Linked DNA regions of Mus musculus: region 1 is linked to region 2. The links are chromatin contacts, called in public promoter capture Hi-C maps. All regions are on one chromosome and are shown on one strand. Each heading gives the region's core, a stretch centred on a gene start, on an enhancer-like site or on the middle of the called end of the contact. The rest is flanking DNA. Distances are from core to core; before and after follow the strand shown. Region 1 holds the start of Sytl1 (synaptotagmin-like 1). Region 2 holds the start of Sesn2 (sestrin 2).

Region 1 (6,936 bases), core at 3,275-5,774, 750 kb before region 2:
GAAAACATCTTATTACACTTGAGCTGGTCCCCCACTCTAACTTCATGTTTTGGGTTTTGTTTTGTTTTGTTTTTTTAAAATATTTACCTTTATTTTATATGCATTGGTGTTTTGCCTGCATATGTGTCTATGTGAGAATGTCAGATCTTGAAATTAGAGTTGTATGCTTCCCATGTGGATGGATTTGAACCCCTGTCCACTGGAAGAGTAGTCATTGCCCCAACTGCTGAGCCATCTCTCCAGCCCTTCACCAACTTTGTTCTTAATTATACTTATCAAGACCTTCTGGAAGGGAAACTCGGGACTTCTATGCCCCTAAAGCTTTAGAGACCCCCAGAAAAGGACAGAACACAGGCCTGAGGCAGAGCTGGGGTTGAGGTCAGGCCCTGATCAGCTCCTATCCTATGAGTAGCCATATCTGTGAGCTGACCTTCATTACCACCCCAGTGGATCCCACGCTCAACTGGAACTTTGTGGTCAGGAGTGCTTGTAGATGAGTGAGGCCCAGCCTGTTGGCTTCTTTAATGGCCTCCATAGTATTCATCAGGCCAGGCCCCATCCCTTGACTGGCCAAGTTGAAGGATAAGTTCCAGGAGGCCCTAGGAACCTAAATTCTGTCAGCGTTGGGGAAGGAGGAGTTCTGGGCCATAACCCTGCTCACTTGACCCTGTGTTCTTCTCCCCTGTCAGTGTTGGAGCCTTTGTGAAGACCTGGCTGCCCTTTGTCCTTCTCCTCGGCATTATCCTGACCGTCAGTCTCGTCTTCAATCTGCGGTGATAGCTTTCAGATGGTCTAAGCCTCAAGGAGGCTCCTGACACTCACCCCTTTTGGTCCCAATTCTTTTATTCCCCACCCCTCAGGCAGTGTTGCCTCCTGGGTTGAAGTAGGGTCAGGACTTGGGACAGAAGTGCCGATACTGAGCACCTGATGAGGTCACTTAGAGCCTCCTTGTCCTTTCTCCCTGGGCCTGAGACCTCACCCTTGTGGCATTCCCAGTGCCATCCTGGGAAGGCCTTCCTTCCCTTAGAGCATTTCCTGCCACCATCACTGGGCTACTCTTCCCATGCCCAGGGCACAGTGAGGACAAGAACCCACGGGCAAAGCAGTGTTCAGAGCTGGATTTGAAGCTGTTTGCTGGCTGGTGGTTGTGTCCCAAAGTAGGGCATGTGTTATGAGAAGTGCTGCACGCCAAGAGACTTGGAACCTTCTCTGCTGGCCTCGAATGGACCGGGAGGGCTGGCTATGTTCTTTCTGCCACACCAGCACAGTGTGTGCCTCATCACCGCTAATGTGGGCCCTGGCTAGCAAGGGCTGAGGGCACTTACGTGCAGAGTGGGTCCTCTGTAAATTAGGTAACGTGAATCCCACTTGTTTCCAGCCCAGGAGGCCTCGTGCTGGGGATAGAACCCTTTAGGTCCAAAATGTGAATAACTTGTCAGAGCAGCTGGTACCCCTGATCGGCTGGGTCTGCTTCCGGTTGCTACAATGGGCCCTATGCAGCCTCCCCCTGGTCTGCAGGCTCCTTTATAAGGGGCTCCCTGGCAGGAAATAAAGTTTTAAGTCTAAGTGGTGTCTGTCATTTTCTTCTGTGTGCCCTGATTCCTTAAGCTCATATATCCCTGGGGACTCGGAGCAAAGAGATCTGGCTGCTGACACCATGCCTGAGTCTTTCCAGCTGGAGCTTATGGGTACATCAACAGTACTTGTAAATTCTGCCACTGCACGGGCTGTGGGAAGTCCCTGCCACTCCTGGTCTATGTTCCAAACTCCCTTCCAGAAGGACTCTCATCTTCCCTACTGGGAAAAACTTGGCATTGGGGTAAGCCAGGAGGAAAGACAGCCCATGGCCTGCTCTGTGTGGCAGCCATATTGACCTCCATGTCATTTGCCCCGTAGCCATGTCACTGGTCAGCTTTCTCTTTGGTGCCTCTTCCTGTGGCTCCCAGCACTCTCATGTTCTCACCACCTACCAGTATGCACTGGCCTCTGATCCTTTGCATCCCACCAGGGCCCAGCTTAAAGGCTGTTTTCAAGACAGTGCTTGACTCTGACAGAGTGGCCTTGGGTTCTGTCCCCAGCGCTCAGCCCGTGTTACAGAGTGCTGTTATGTAACCTGCTGACAGCCAGCCTAGTAAGGCAATCACTATCAGTCTCAAGTGACATTGAAGAAATAAGCACCCATGGAGCTTGTCCAAGCTCTGCAGAAGCAAGAGTGGCCCAAAAGCCAGCAGAGCCCCACCCTAGAAGGGACACTTGGGCCTGAAGACCAGCAGCATTGGATACCTACCTTCCAGGGGTTCCCAGAGGTGGGACGAGGGCTGCAGATGTGCCTCTGAGGAGGGAGAAGCATGCTGTTTGCCATCCTTCCTGTGGGAGAGACTTGATGGATGACCACTTACAGGGGACACCAGTGGAGAGCATGCATGTAAGTGGGGCTGCCTCCATCCTTACACACGTACTTTCTAAGAATCTAGGGGGTTCACTTGATGGGAGAAACCTAGGAATGATTTTTTTTTTTTCTTTTTTGAGACAGGATTTCTCTTGAGTAGCTCTGGCTGTCCTAGAACTTGCTATATAGACTAGGTCAGCTTTGAATACAGAGATTTGCCTGCCTCTGCCTCCCAAGTGCTGGGATTTAGAGGTGTGCACCAGCCTAAAAATGATTTATTAACCAATTTAGATAAGGGAAAAGACAGACAAAAACAAGTGAGGGTGAGAGTCACAGCTCAGAGGTTGGGAGGCCAGGCTGTTCTTCCAGGGGGTGGGGAACCCCCAGTCCTGACATGGTGCCTCACAACCATCAATTAAACAAGAGAGGCCTGGGACTGGACAAAATGACTCAGCAGTCAAGAGCAGAAGTTGCATGTTCTGCCACGGTTGCAGGTATGACTCCCAACTCCCACATAGTACCTCATCCCATCGGTACCCTGGCTCAAGGGATCCAGTGCCCTCTTCTGGCCTCCACAAGTGGCAGACACACATCTAATGCACAATAGGCAGAACACCCATACACAAAATAATAAAAACATTTTGAAGAAAGCAAGCTTGAGGGCCAAAAGCATGCATGGCTCCGAGGGGGGGGAGGGCACTTAACCACCAAGTTCAGCCCCTAGAACTAAAGAGTGGAAGGACAAACTGACTCCTTCAGGGTCCTCTGACCTCCACATGCACAACACAGTATGCACACTGAGAAAGTATAAAAAGTTATTTCAAAAATGGGCTGAAGCCAGGGGTGGTGGCGCAAGCCTTTAATCCCAGCACTCGGGAGGCAGAGGCAGGCAGATTTCTGAGTTCGAGGCCAGCCTGGTCTACAAAGTTCTAGGGCTACACAGAGAAACCCTGTCTCAAAAAAAAAAAAAAAAAAAAAAAAAAAAAAAAAAAAACAAGCCAAAAACAAAACAACAACAAAAACAGGCTGAAGGCTAGGTGGTGGTAGTGTATACCTTTAATCCTAGCGCTTGGGAGTCAGAGGTGGACTCTGAGTTGGAGACCAGCCTGATCTACAAAGCAAGTTCCAGGACAGCCAAAGCTACAGAGAAACCCTATCTGTGGGGAGGGGGAGGGTGCTGAAGAGATGACTCAGCACCTAAAAGCACCTTTTGCCGAGGACCTGGGATCCCAAACACCCACCTAGCAGCTCACAGTCAGTCCCAGAGACCGACACCTCCCGTGGCTCCTTTGTGTGTCAGGTGCTCATGTGTTTCACATACATTTATGAGTCAGAGCATGTATGCACATACATAAATCTAAAAATTAAAAGACTTGGAAGCAGCTTTCAGCGCCTGAGTCCAGATGTAGATGGCTAAGAAGATCATGGTCCCCAAATCTGTGTACTTGTAAGACCCAAGAAAGGGTCTCCTGAGCAAGATGGGCTTCTCAGCCCATGAGCCAGGGCCCTTCAGATGGAAGGGGCCCAGGGTGACAAATGAGTCAAATAGCTGTTCTGTGAACATGGATGGTCAGAGGAGCTAGAGTGGCTGTGAGCGTTGATCTGTTGGGGAGGGGTCACCTGCTGCCACGTGCTAGCTGTGCCAGGCACCTGTGCTTCTCTTCGGTTCTACTCTCCAGTTTACATGGAAGGAAATTACTGCTCAGATCAGAGAGGTTAGGAAACCCGCTCAAGACCACACAGTGCTAGATCTGGGCCTCATCCAAAGCTGCCTACTGGCAACTCTACAATTCTCCTGTTACCACGGTTCTTAGAAGTTTCTAACTCTGCTTTCAAAGAAATGGTCTAGCAACTCTCTGCTACCCATTCCACAGATGGACCAACCAAGGCCCCGAGCTAGCCCTGTAGGTGAGGTTTGCTATAGTTCCTGGGTAAGTCTGGTACATACAGTACAGTCGGGCCCAACCACAGGGGCCCACAAAACTGGCCCTGGGTTCTCTAACAGCTGTTGTGGGTGCACCCAGTGCACCCTGAGGAGCTGCAGTCCAGGCCCGGTTTTGCACCAGGCCCTGCTGAGGTGTCTCCTCCTCCTCCTCCTCCTCCACCTCCTCGGGACTGGGGCAGCAGCTGCTGGGCGAGTCAGCTTTAGTCCCCACAGCCTTTCTAGTCTCTGAACTGTCTTCCTGGAGAGCTGGAGTCGCCTTTGAAGTTGTCGTCCCTACTGGACCCTTACAGGTAACACACCCAGTGGTCTAAGGGACAGGCACTGCCACCTGGTGTCCTGACCACATTCTGGTACCTCAGGAGTTTGGGCGGAGGGGGGTGAGGTGTAAGCAAGATTATGACTCTGGCCTGCCCAGATACACATACAGACTTTCTATCACTAAAGGGTCCCTGTCCCGCAGTGTTAGTACAGGGCAAGGGACACCTGATCCTTAATCTACCTCTGAAAGAGATACAACTTGAGGTAGAGAGATCCTGGCCTTGTATAGGCCCACAGCCCAGACCAAGCCAACCTGTCAGACAAAGCCAGGCAGTTTTGCCAAATGTCTTCCACCTTCACTCCCATATCTGGTGGTCCCCCGGGGTACTAGCATACACACCACAAGCCAGCCAGCCTGGGCTGGCTGACCACACAGGAAGAAATGCACATACCCACACGGCACTGGCTCCCAGCAAGTCACTGCCCACAGCAGCGACACTCCTGTAAGACTCTGTAGTATCATAAGGCAACACAGCACTCAGGGACAGATGCTATGTTTTACCCTGGCTTGCAGACATGTCTACTAATGCAGCAGGACGACAGGACACGGCGATGCTCATACACCCCGCCATAGAAAAGTCCCAAGCTAGCTTGATACCAGCACCTCAAGTACAGAGAAAGAGTCACTGTCAGTGAGCAGGCATCGGGCCCAGGGCTATGGCGATGGAGATGCAGAAACCCCCGGAGGGAAAGTGGGGTAGGAGAGGAGGCTCGCTTGCTTGCTGTGCTTGGATACTGACTCAGCTGGGAGGAGACCAAGGCAGGAGACAGGTACAAGCCAGGACCTGCCCCTGAGCTGCCCTCCTCCCTTTTCAACCCCAGCTGGGGGCCTGGCATAGGAGGGGCTGGGAAAAAAAGAGACTGCCCAGCGGGCCCAGACCAGGGCCACTACTGAGTGCAGGTCCCCTGCCACGTCCACATGCCCCTCTCGGCTGGCAATGTTTTCCTTCCGGAGTGGCTGTGGTACCTGGGCTTGAGTTGTTTTGCCAGCTGAGGCTTCCAGCCAAGTCTGGAGGTTGGGGAGCCCTGGGGTCAGACCCAAGGGGCTCAGAAGCTCCGCCTAGAGAAAGGGCTGGTGGGGAGGAATCTCAGGCAGGTGGCCTCAGTGGAACTGAGTGCTACAGGAGTGGGGGGAGGAAGTTGGGGTGAGGGTTGGGGAGGAGGTTGCCTCAGACAGGAAGGCCAAATGGGCCAGGGCAGGGTGGTGGGAGGCAAGGGCAGAGGCAGGCTAGGTAGGGGATAAACATGAGCGGTGGGGAGGGCTGTGCATGCATCCACATGTTTATGCAGGTATATTTTTGCATTTCATTAAGACTCAGGTTATGTTGTGTGCAAAATATTAGCTTTGAGGGGAGTGAGCTATCCTTAGTTTCTAGTAGTATGCAGCAGGTTAGACAGTGTGTGAGGAAATCCAGAGAGATCTGTGGAGATGCAGGGACTTATTCTTGTGAATGCACACTTGTCCTCGAGTGGGCATACTGTGTACAGGTTTAAGAATTACTGTGCTGCACAGCTCTTGGGCATAGGACTCTGGGTATGTGTGCACAGTCCCTTCATGATGTATGTGTGCGCACAGTTCCTTCATGGAGATGTGTGTGCATGTAACTGTCTTTGTCTAGGTATCTGGAATGTGTGTAGAACAGTGGGTACGTGTATCAGCGTGTACTGTCTTGCAATACTCTGTCATTCATCCTTAGGAGCATGCGCATATGTGCATCTCTTGCAGTGCATCACTTACGCCCCACCTCACCTTGACCTGGCCTTCCTTTGATTGGTCCTTATTACTCCTGTATATGCTTGGGAGACAGCCGGCAGCTGGCTTCAGGATGTGTGCTGTGCATTTGAGAGATACTGATCAGCCCTTGGTTTATCCACAGGAAGCTACATATGCCCAGCTGGGGCACAACCCCAGCTGATGCCCCAGAGAGGCCACCCATCTCAGGAGAGGCTTTGGGCCCTGCCCTCCCTCCCCATGGCACATGGACCAGGATCTGAAGCTGAGGGGTTGCTGGACCTCAGCTTCCTGACAGAGGAGGAACAGGAGGCCATCTCTGATGTCCTCAAACGAGATGCCCACCTGCGCCAGCTGGAGGAAGGGCGGGTCAGGTGAGACAGGACAGCCATCAGATAGAAGGAAGGGATTCGGGGTCCTTGGATGCTGGTGGTTGGGTCTAGGTGATTCTTGGTGCTACCTTTTGGTCTCCATTGACCTTGGCTAGCTCAGAGCTCTTCACTTCTCTTAAACCTGTGACAGGTCTCTCCCTAGCCTCCCTGTCTTTGGGTT
Region 2 (7,227 bases), core at 3,622-6,121:
AGGACTGCCTCCGCCCTTCACCCCCTCTGCCCATCATGATAGGTAGTAGGGTACCATAGGAAACAATTTTTTTAAAAATCAAGCCACTGGATCAGACTGTTAAAGTGTCGGTTGGCTGGACCTTAACATCTGGTCTCCATGCCGCAGACAGTTTTCCGAGGGTTTTTAGCGAAGCAATGGGAGAAATATTTAGGCTGTGAAGTTTTATGAAAGCTTATTCCTTGCTAGACACTTCAGAAGCCACATGGTATTTACTTAGCCACCGCATGTCTTCTTATTAAGACCTTGACGCCATGATATGGGGTTCTGTACAGAATCCTTTGGAGCGGCCCTGGAAGCCTTTTTTCAGTTCACCGGGGTTGAGCTATAGCAAGATCTGGCCTGCAGGGGGCGCTGCGGGCTCGCTCAACTGATCAAACTAGAAAAGTCCAGCTAATTGCCCCGAAAGCACCCAGAATAGATGAGCCTTCATATTTTACTAAGAAAGATGAGCTTTTCCAAACTTGACGTTTTCTATCCAAAATGTGCAGTCGAGGGAAGTGACTTTATCAAGACAAACTCTGCACGTTGATCGGAGAGAGATCTCCTTCCGAACGAACGTCCTTGATTTAGTCGATAAAACTGATTCAAGAGTTGGGAAAGGAAGGGGCTTAATTTGGTGAATAGAGACAAAAACAAGCGATCGAGTCGCTGTTAGGATCGGAGCTGACTCTGTTTCTGGGGGTCTGTAACAACTTAAAGAGGTGAAGTCAGGGTTAGTCCTTGTTCGGGACCTCACACAATGGCTGCTTTAAGGAGCAAGTGAAGGTGAGTAAGCTACTGGTGGGTGTGTGGAGTGTCTCCTTTGGTTTTATCAAGCCAATCGGAGCGAGAGGGGCTTCTCTCCTACAAGAATTCCCTGGGCAGAAACTGTGTTCTGCAATTGGGGAGTTGGAAAATAGTAAGAGTTGGGGGGGGGACCCCACAAGGAGTGATAAACCATAGTGCCTGGAATGGTTACAATGTAAAGGCATTATAATACAATGATTCAAGAATTTGATGCCATAAAATTAATTCTGAAAAAAAAAAAAAAGATGAGAATCCCATTAGGTTTTTAGTCTGACAGGGTCTGAAATTGAAGAAGTCTCAAAAAAAAAACCTTTCAGATGTGATCTAGACATGTCTCCAGGAATCAAAAGAGCTTTGGCCAATCAGTGGCTTTAACACGGCTGATGCAAGAGTCCAGAGAGTATGGCAACAGGAGGAAGAAGGAGACCTTGCCTGACCAAACACTATGCAAGGCATGGGGGAGGGGTACGGGAGGGATGCGTCCACCCAGTGTCTAGCACACCTCCCCATCCCTCACCAAGCTGGCAGAGTCACTGCTGAATTGCCACAGCCAAACCTAGCCACTGGCACACACTCCATGGTCAAAACTGTTTACTGAATGAAAGAGGGAGGGAAGACGCAGATTTCTCTGAGCACAGCCTGCGAGTCCCTCCACCTCCGCTGGTTACTCTTACTCAGGTTCTAGCCGCCCTAGCCATCTTCAACCGGCAACTGAGCTTCCCACAGAGGCCCTGCCACAGAGATGTGCGGACACGCCCATTCTAGGCCACTTTACAGTTATGTCTCTTACTCCTAATTAATAGATCTGGTTTAGGCATCAATCACAAGTGCCAGCCTGCCTCTTAGCTATTCACTTCCTTCTTTCCTCACTGGTGGGACAGTTTCTGCTGTGGAGTCATACTGCCTTTGAGCATGTTGCACATTACTGAGCCACCTGACCTCGGCCAGCACACCTCTTGAGAGCTTCAGTTTTGTCACGTGTCAAACCGGGACATAAAGGCTACTTGAGGAGGTTGTGGTGAGAGTTATAATGGGCTAATGGGTGGATCCTGGACTCTTGTTAGTAGAGCAGAATACTGTTTAAAAGTCTGCGCCACCTCCACTTTCATTCTTTAGAAGCTAGGTCACAAAAGATCATCTGCTTTAGAGTATTAGTGTCTTCTGGTTCTCCTCCACAAAAATCATTTGCCTCATAAGTGGAGCTTATAGTTTTATCTCTGAAGATCAGAAAGTCAATTTTCTTTTTTACTTTTACAAAGGATCCCCTCATGTAGTTCATGTAGGGTCCCTTGGTGACTTTTTTTTTTTTTTTTAAATCTTTCAAGACAGGATTTCTCGGGCTGGAGAGATGGCACACTGGGTAAGAACACTGACAGCTCTTCCGAAGGTCCTGAGTTCAAATCCCAGCAACCATATGGTGGCTCACAACCATCCGTAATGAGATCTGACGCCCTCTTCTGGTGTGTCTGAGGATAGCTACTGTGTACTCACATTAAATAAATAAATAAATAAATAAATAAATCTTGTTTTTGTTTTGAGACAGGGTTTCTCTGTGTAGCTCTGGCTGTCCTGGAACTCACTCTGTAGACCAGGCTGGCCTCAAACTCAGAAATCTGCCTGCCTCTGCCTCCCAAGTGCTGGGATTAAAGGCATGTGCCACCACTGCCCAGCTAGGATTGTTCTTATGAAGACAATAACATATTCGTTTAAAAATATGCACTGGAGAGATGGAGGAGTAGCTCAAGAGAGCATTTCCTAGCATGTGTAAGACCACGGTTTAATTCCAGTACTGAAAACAAAAGTATAATATGCCATGCCACTGAGGGAGTGATCCAGAGATAGACATGATTACTGCTTTAAGTGATGTTTTCCACAGCTTAATGCAGTCAAAAAAAAAAAAATGCAGTGTGGTTGACAATCAGTTTTACCTTTCTAAATGGAAGTGTCTTCACACATGGCTGGTAATAAAGTCCATTAACTGGAAGGAAGGGGTAAGGCTTGTAAATGCGGTACTGAAGCTCCATGTGTTTGGTAAGCAGAGCCAGGAGGAGGTTAAAGGTGTTGAGGAGCAGGGGCAAGGTGACTTTTCAGCAGGGCTGAAGGGGGCTTCCGGAGGGAGCAGCATCTTGAAGGCTTCACTCAGGCCCCCAACAGGATGAAAGCTCTAAAGGCTCCCTGTCACTTCAAGGAGTAGAACTTGCAGAGGAGTATTGAAAAAGTTGAAGGATCATGGGTGTGACAGATAAGACTGAAGATGTAGGCTGAAACGTATCTTGGCAGGCCTTGAGGATCCACCTAGAGGTTTCACTTTATTCAGTAGCTGATGAAATAATACTGAAAAAAAAAATGTAGCCTGGCTACTGACATTATTGTTATTTCTGTTCGTGTGTCTGTGTGGTATTGGGAATAGAATCCAAGGCCTTGGGGTCCTAAGTGGACACTGTAATATTATCCTCTATCCTCATCCCACAGAGTATATGCATTTGTTTGTTTATTTGTTTTTGGTTTTTTGAGACAGGCTTCTGTGTAGCCCTGGCTGTCCTGGAACTCACTCTGTAGACCAGGTTGGCCTTGAACTCAGAAATCCACCTGCCTCTGCCTCCCAAGTGCTGGGACTAAAGGCGTGTGCCACCATGCCCGGCTGAGTCTATGTTTTTAAGGAGAAAGCTGAATCTGATATAGAGTTGTTTAGAAAAGAATTAACCCAAAGGGATATTCAGTGGCCAAGGGTATATTATTAGAAGCACGTTGTGCCAGGTGGCATAAGGTAGAAAGAAAAAAAAAAAGTCTAAATGTAGACACTGCCCTCAACAAGTTTATAATAAAAACTTTCAGATAAGACAAATACACAGAATATGACAACACAAGTTACAGTATGGAAAGTATTAAAACACAGAGAGAAAGGTCCAGCCCGAGTTTAGGGCTCTAAGGAGCATGCAGGTGAACTCCCTTCCCTACAGAAGGCATTAGACCAAGTCAGGAGATCACCTTTGGTATCATAAGCCTAAACTCAAGACTATTTCAGGCAGGAACTGAGAGGATTAATCAGCTCCAGCTCTGTCTAGGACTCCTTAACCAGAATAAAGAGAAACTTGAAACGGGAGAGGCCTGAAGAAAAACCGCGAAGGAGATGAGTAGAAGTGAATGGGTGAATCAAGGGTAAAGTGCTGAGATCTGGATGGAAGAGGTGAGTGTAGGGAAGTCATGAGAGTGAATGTCTAGAGAAAAAGAGGGCTAAAAACAGAAACTAGGAGAGCACCCACGTTTAGGGAGTGGATGGAAAAAGAGGAGTCAGAGAGGAGTGGCCAGAGGGAGAAGTGAGAAATAGATCAAGCCAAACACCTAAGTTACAAAGTTTCCATGAGTGCCTGGAGGGTGGAAGGCGGTGTGAAGGCACCCAAGGCAGGACAGAAGAGGGGAAATTGTAGCAATGAGGATTGAGATTAAATTTGAGATTGTCAAGGGTATTTCAGTGAGGGCTTTTCCAGAGACTCCACAAATAAGGTGATTTCCTTGGTTTAGTGTTTCTGAAGGTGCAGATCCCTCAGGGCCTGAGGGGACAGGGTGGTGGCTCTTGGCTTCAAATTTGTGGGTTTTGATCTATAATTAGAAGAACTGGATGTGTGTGGTTAGAACTCTCTGCAGACCTAACCAGTCCCTCCAGGAACTGGAAAGCTGAAGAACTTACTCAGAAGGGATTTCACACCTGGCTGTCTGGCCCAGCCCCGTGAAGTCCCGTTTCATCACGCAGCCCTAATGACTCCTTGGGCTGTCACTCTCATCTGGTATTGCCAGAGACCTGACTAACGCCTTCATGCAAAAGTTTGCAGCATCTGTGCGAGGCCAACTACAGCTCCCAGAGTTCCCAGGCGCTTGTCGATGCTGATTGGACGGAAGGTTGGCTCCGGAGGGAGGTGTCGGCTCCGCCTCCCCGAGAAACAGGCATCTGATTGGCTGCGCCGTGGGACTTTTGTGTCCCCGCCCTCCCCCAGGGACCGCAGCGGGCTGACAGAGCCGGGCGAGCGCTGGCAGTTCCGTGGTGGGGATGGTGAGGAGCGCCGGCTTCCCGAGCAGCGCTGGCCACTGCGGACTTCCGAGGCACTCCGGGCCGTGAAAACCTCTGCGCCGCGGCCAATCTCAGGCCTCCGAGGCCGGCCGCAGTTTTCCAAGCTGGGCTGAAAGGAGTGTCTATCGCCGTAGCGCCGGTTCTCCTAATCCCGAGAGACAGCCCGGGGATCTCGAGCTTCCCCGGCGACCCCTAGTCCCGGCCTCCTGTGCGCGCCCGACCTAGACCCCTCGGGTGTCCCAGGCGCGGACGAGCCGCGGCCGGGTCCTGGCGTACACCATGATCGTAGCGGACTCCGAGTGCCATTCCGAGATCAAGGGCTACCTGCCGTTCACCAGGGGTGGTGTGGCCGGCCCCGAGACCCGAGAGGTAAGCAACAGCCGGGCGAACCCGCTCTCCTCCAGCCACCGCCGAGCTTCGGGCAGACCCGGTCTAAGTCTGGTGCGCTCCCCCCGGGCTTAGGGTCTGAGAGCACGTAAGCTAGGGCTAGGGTTGCATCAACTGCAGCCTCCGCTCTCCCTTCCCCTCCCCACTGCCCTCTCTCTCTTTACCCTCCCCACTACCACCCTGGGAGGGAGGGGGATGCGGAGCCCTCCCTGGCTCCTTCGGACTCCTGGCCAATGAGAGGGGACGCCTTCTCGTGGCTCTTTGGGTTTGTTCTCTGCTAAAGCGAGCGTCTTCAAGTCCAGGCAAATCCCGGCCGGAGAGACCCGACCACTCCTCCTCCCCGCCCCCTTCCGCAGAATCCCTTCCTCTCGGTGGGGGCAGGCGGGCTGGGAGCTCTTTCTAGGATCGGTTTCTGGTCCTGTCGCTCAGCGAAGGGAGTAAACCACCTGGGACTGACCAGGGAAGGTCGATTCCCTTTTTCAGTCCTTACCTGCACCCCCGATCTGGAGACTGGTCCGAGTGCTTTATGGGTCTGGCTGGCGGCCTGATCCTCGGCGGCGGCAGCCTGAGAGAGCTAGGGGAGAAAGCGGATAACCCTTGGTCCCTTGATAGATTGCTTCCTATTAAATTGTTCTGGGGTCCTCAAAGTTTGTTTTGCTGTCTCCTCAGAGCGTAGAGAGACTTCACAGGGAGACAAGGTATAATGCCAGTATAAAGCCCCCGTCTCCCTCCCAGCAGTCTCGATAGTGGACATAGTCTATGTCGTGTATGGAGCACCTACTAGATGCCAGGATATAGGTTTTGTCTGACAAAGACAGCAAATACAAAACGTATTTTAACCCCATTTTACAGAATGAGAAAATTGAGGCCCGAAAGGGACAGAGAGAGGCCTAGCCCTCATTCTCTGGACTGTGTGTGACTAGGATTTTGGAGAATGCTTGGCACTGCAGAAGATACTGATCCTTTTTGATTTTCTAAGCCTAGAGCAGTGTGGAAGGTCTATTGCCGGGGCTGGAAATAGGTACAGTGGTAGTCCCAAGGTGTATGATCTTAAAACCAGCCCATGTCTGAGGAAATGTCTTGGGGGGGGGGGGTCGTTGGAGGCAGCCATCAGTCTGTTGCTTCTTCATATGGTTTAGGAATCTGTATGCAGAAAGGACACCTCGCCTCAGCCTCTTTGCTGATAACTTTTGTCTGCCTTGTGAACAATGTTGTTTTTGTTAGTGAGCGCCCCAGAGCACTGAGGGAGGTGAGGGCTGGATTCCAGTCCCACCCTTCACTTTCTCCCTGGATGGGTTATCTCAGCTGAGCGATCGCTTTTGATTGCAGTCTCTTACCGGGTATTTTGATAGTATCTCTAAAAGGTTGTTGGACATTAACTTAAAATACAAGCAAATGCATGAAGAGTGCCTGGGACATATTTACTGCGGGGGGGGGGGGGCTGGCCTTGTATTTAAAATGCTAGCTTCTGGAAGACTGACTTTAGCTGACATCTCTCCCCACCCCCCAGTGCCTCTCAAGGGGCTTCCAGAGTCTATTCTCTACTCTGGGAGGAGGAGAGCCCGCACAGCGCTCTGCCTGCTGTGCCTGTAGGAAGAAAATCTCAGGTGGTCTGTGTAGATCTTGGGTATGCCTTAGAGGAAGGCCCATCCTCTTTGAGACAGGGTCTCACTCTGTAGTTCAGGCTGGCCTTGACCTTATGACTATCTTCCTGCCTCAGCCTCCTGCCTGTTAGGATTACACATTGGATTTAAGAAAGTCACTTTGTTCTGCTCGGTGGTGGCACACGCTTTTAATCCCAGCACTTGGGAGGCAGAGGCAGGTGGATTTCTGAGTTCGAGGCCAGCCTGGTCTACAAAGTGAGTTCCAGGACAGCCAGGGCTACACAGAGAAACCCTGTCTCGAAAAACAAAAACAAGAAAAAGAAAGTCACTTTGCAGTTTCGG

The links. Promoter capture Hi-C pulls out the DNA fragments that hold promoters and counts their contacts.
Region 1: a promoter capture Hi-C map of liver shows a contact between it and region 2, with 4 times the contacts expected there. The contact joins the promoter of Sytl1 here to the promoter of Sesn2 in region 2. A contact is called at or near these places in 2 of 39 promoter capture datasets (liver and pre-B cells) and 1 of 115 datasets of contacts at active chromatin or transcription factors (pancreatic cancer cells).

The regions. Positions count from the first base shown.
Region 1 is chr4:133,260,675-133,267,610 of GRCm38.p6, reverse strand. It overlaps Sytl1 (synaptotagmin-like 1), which reads left to right and starts at 4,524. Exons shown (of 15, transcript NM_031393.2): 1 at 4,524-4,624; 2 at 6,530-6,758. The coding sequence starts at 6,568. Tmem222 (transmembrane protein 222) reads left to right here. Exons shown (of 6, transcript NM_025667.3): 6 at 690-1,566. The coding sequence ends at 777.
Region 2 is chr4:132,508,100-132,515,326 of GRCm38.p6, reverse strand. Sesn2 (sestrin 2) reads left to right here and starts at 4,871. Exons shown (of 10, transcript NM_144907.1): 1 at 4,871-5,263. The coding sequence starts at 5,174.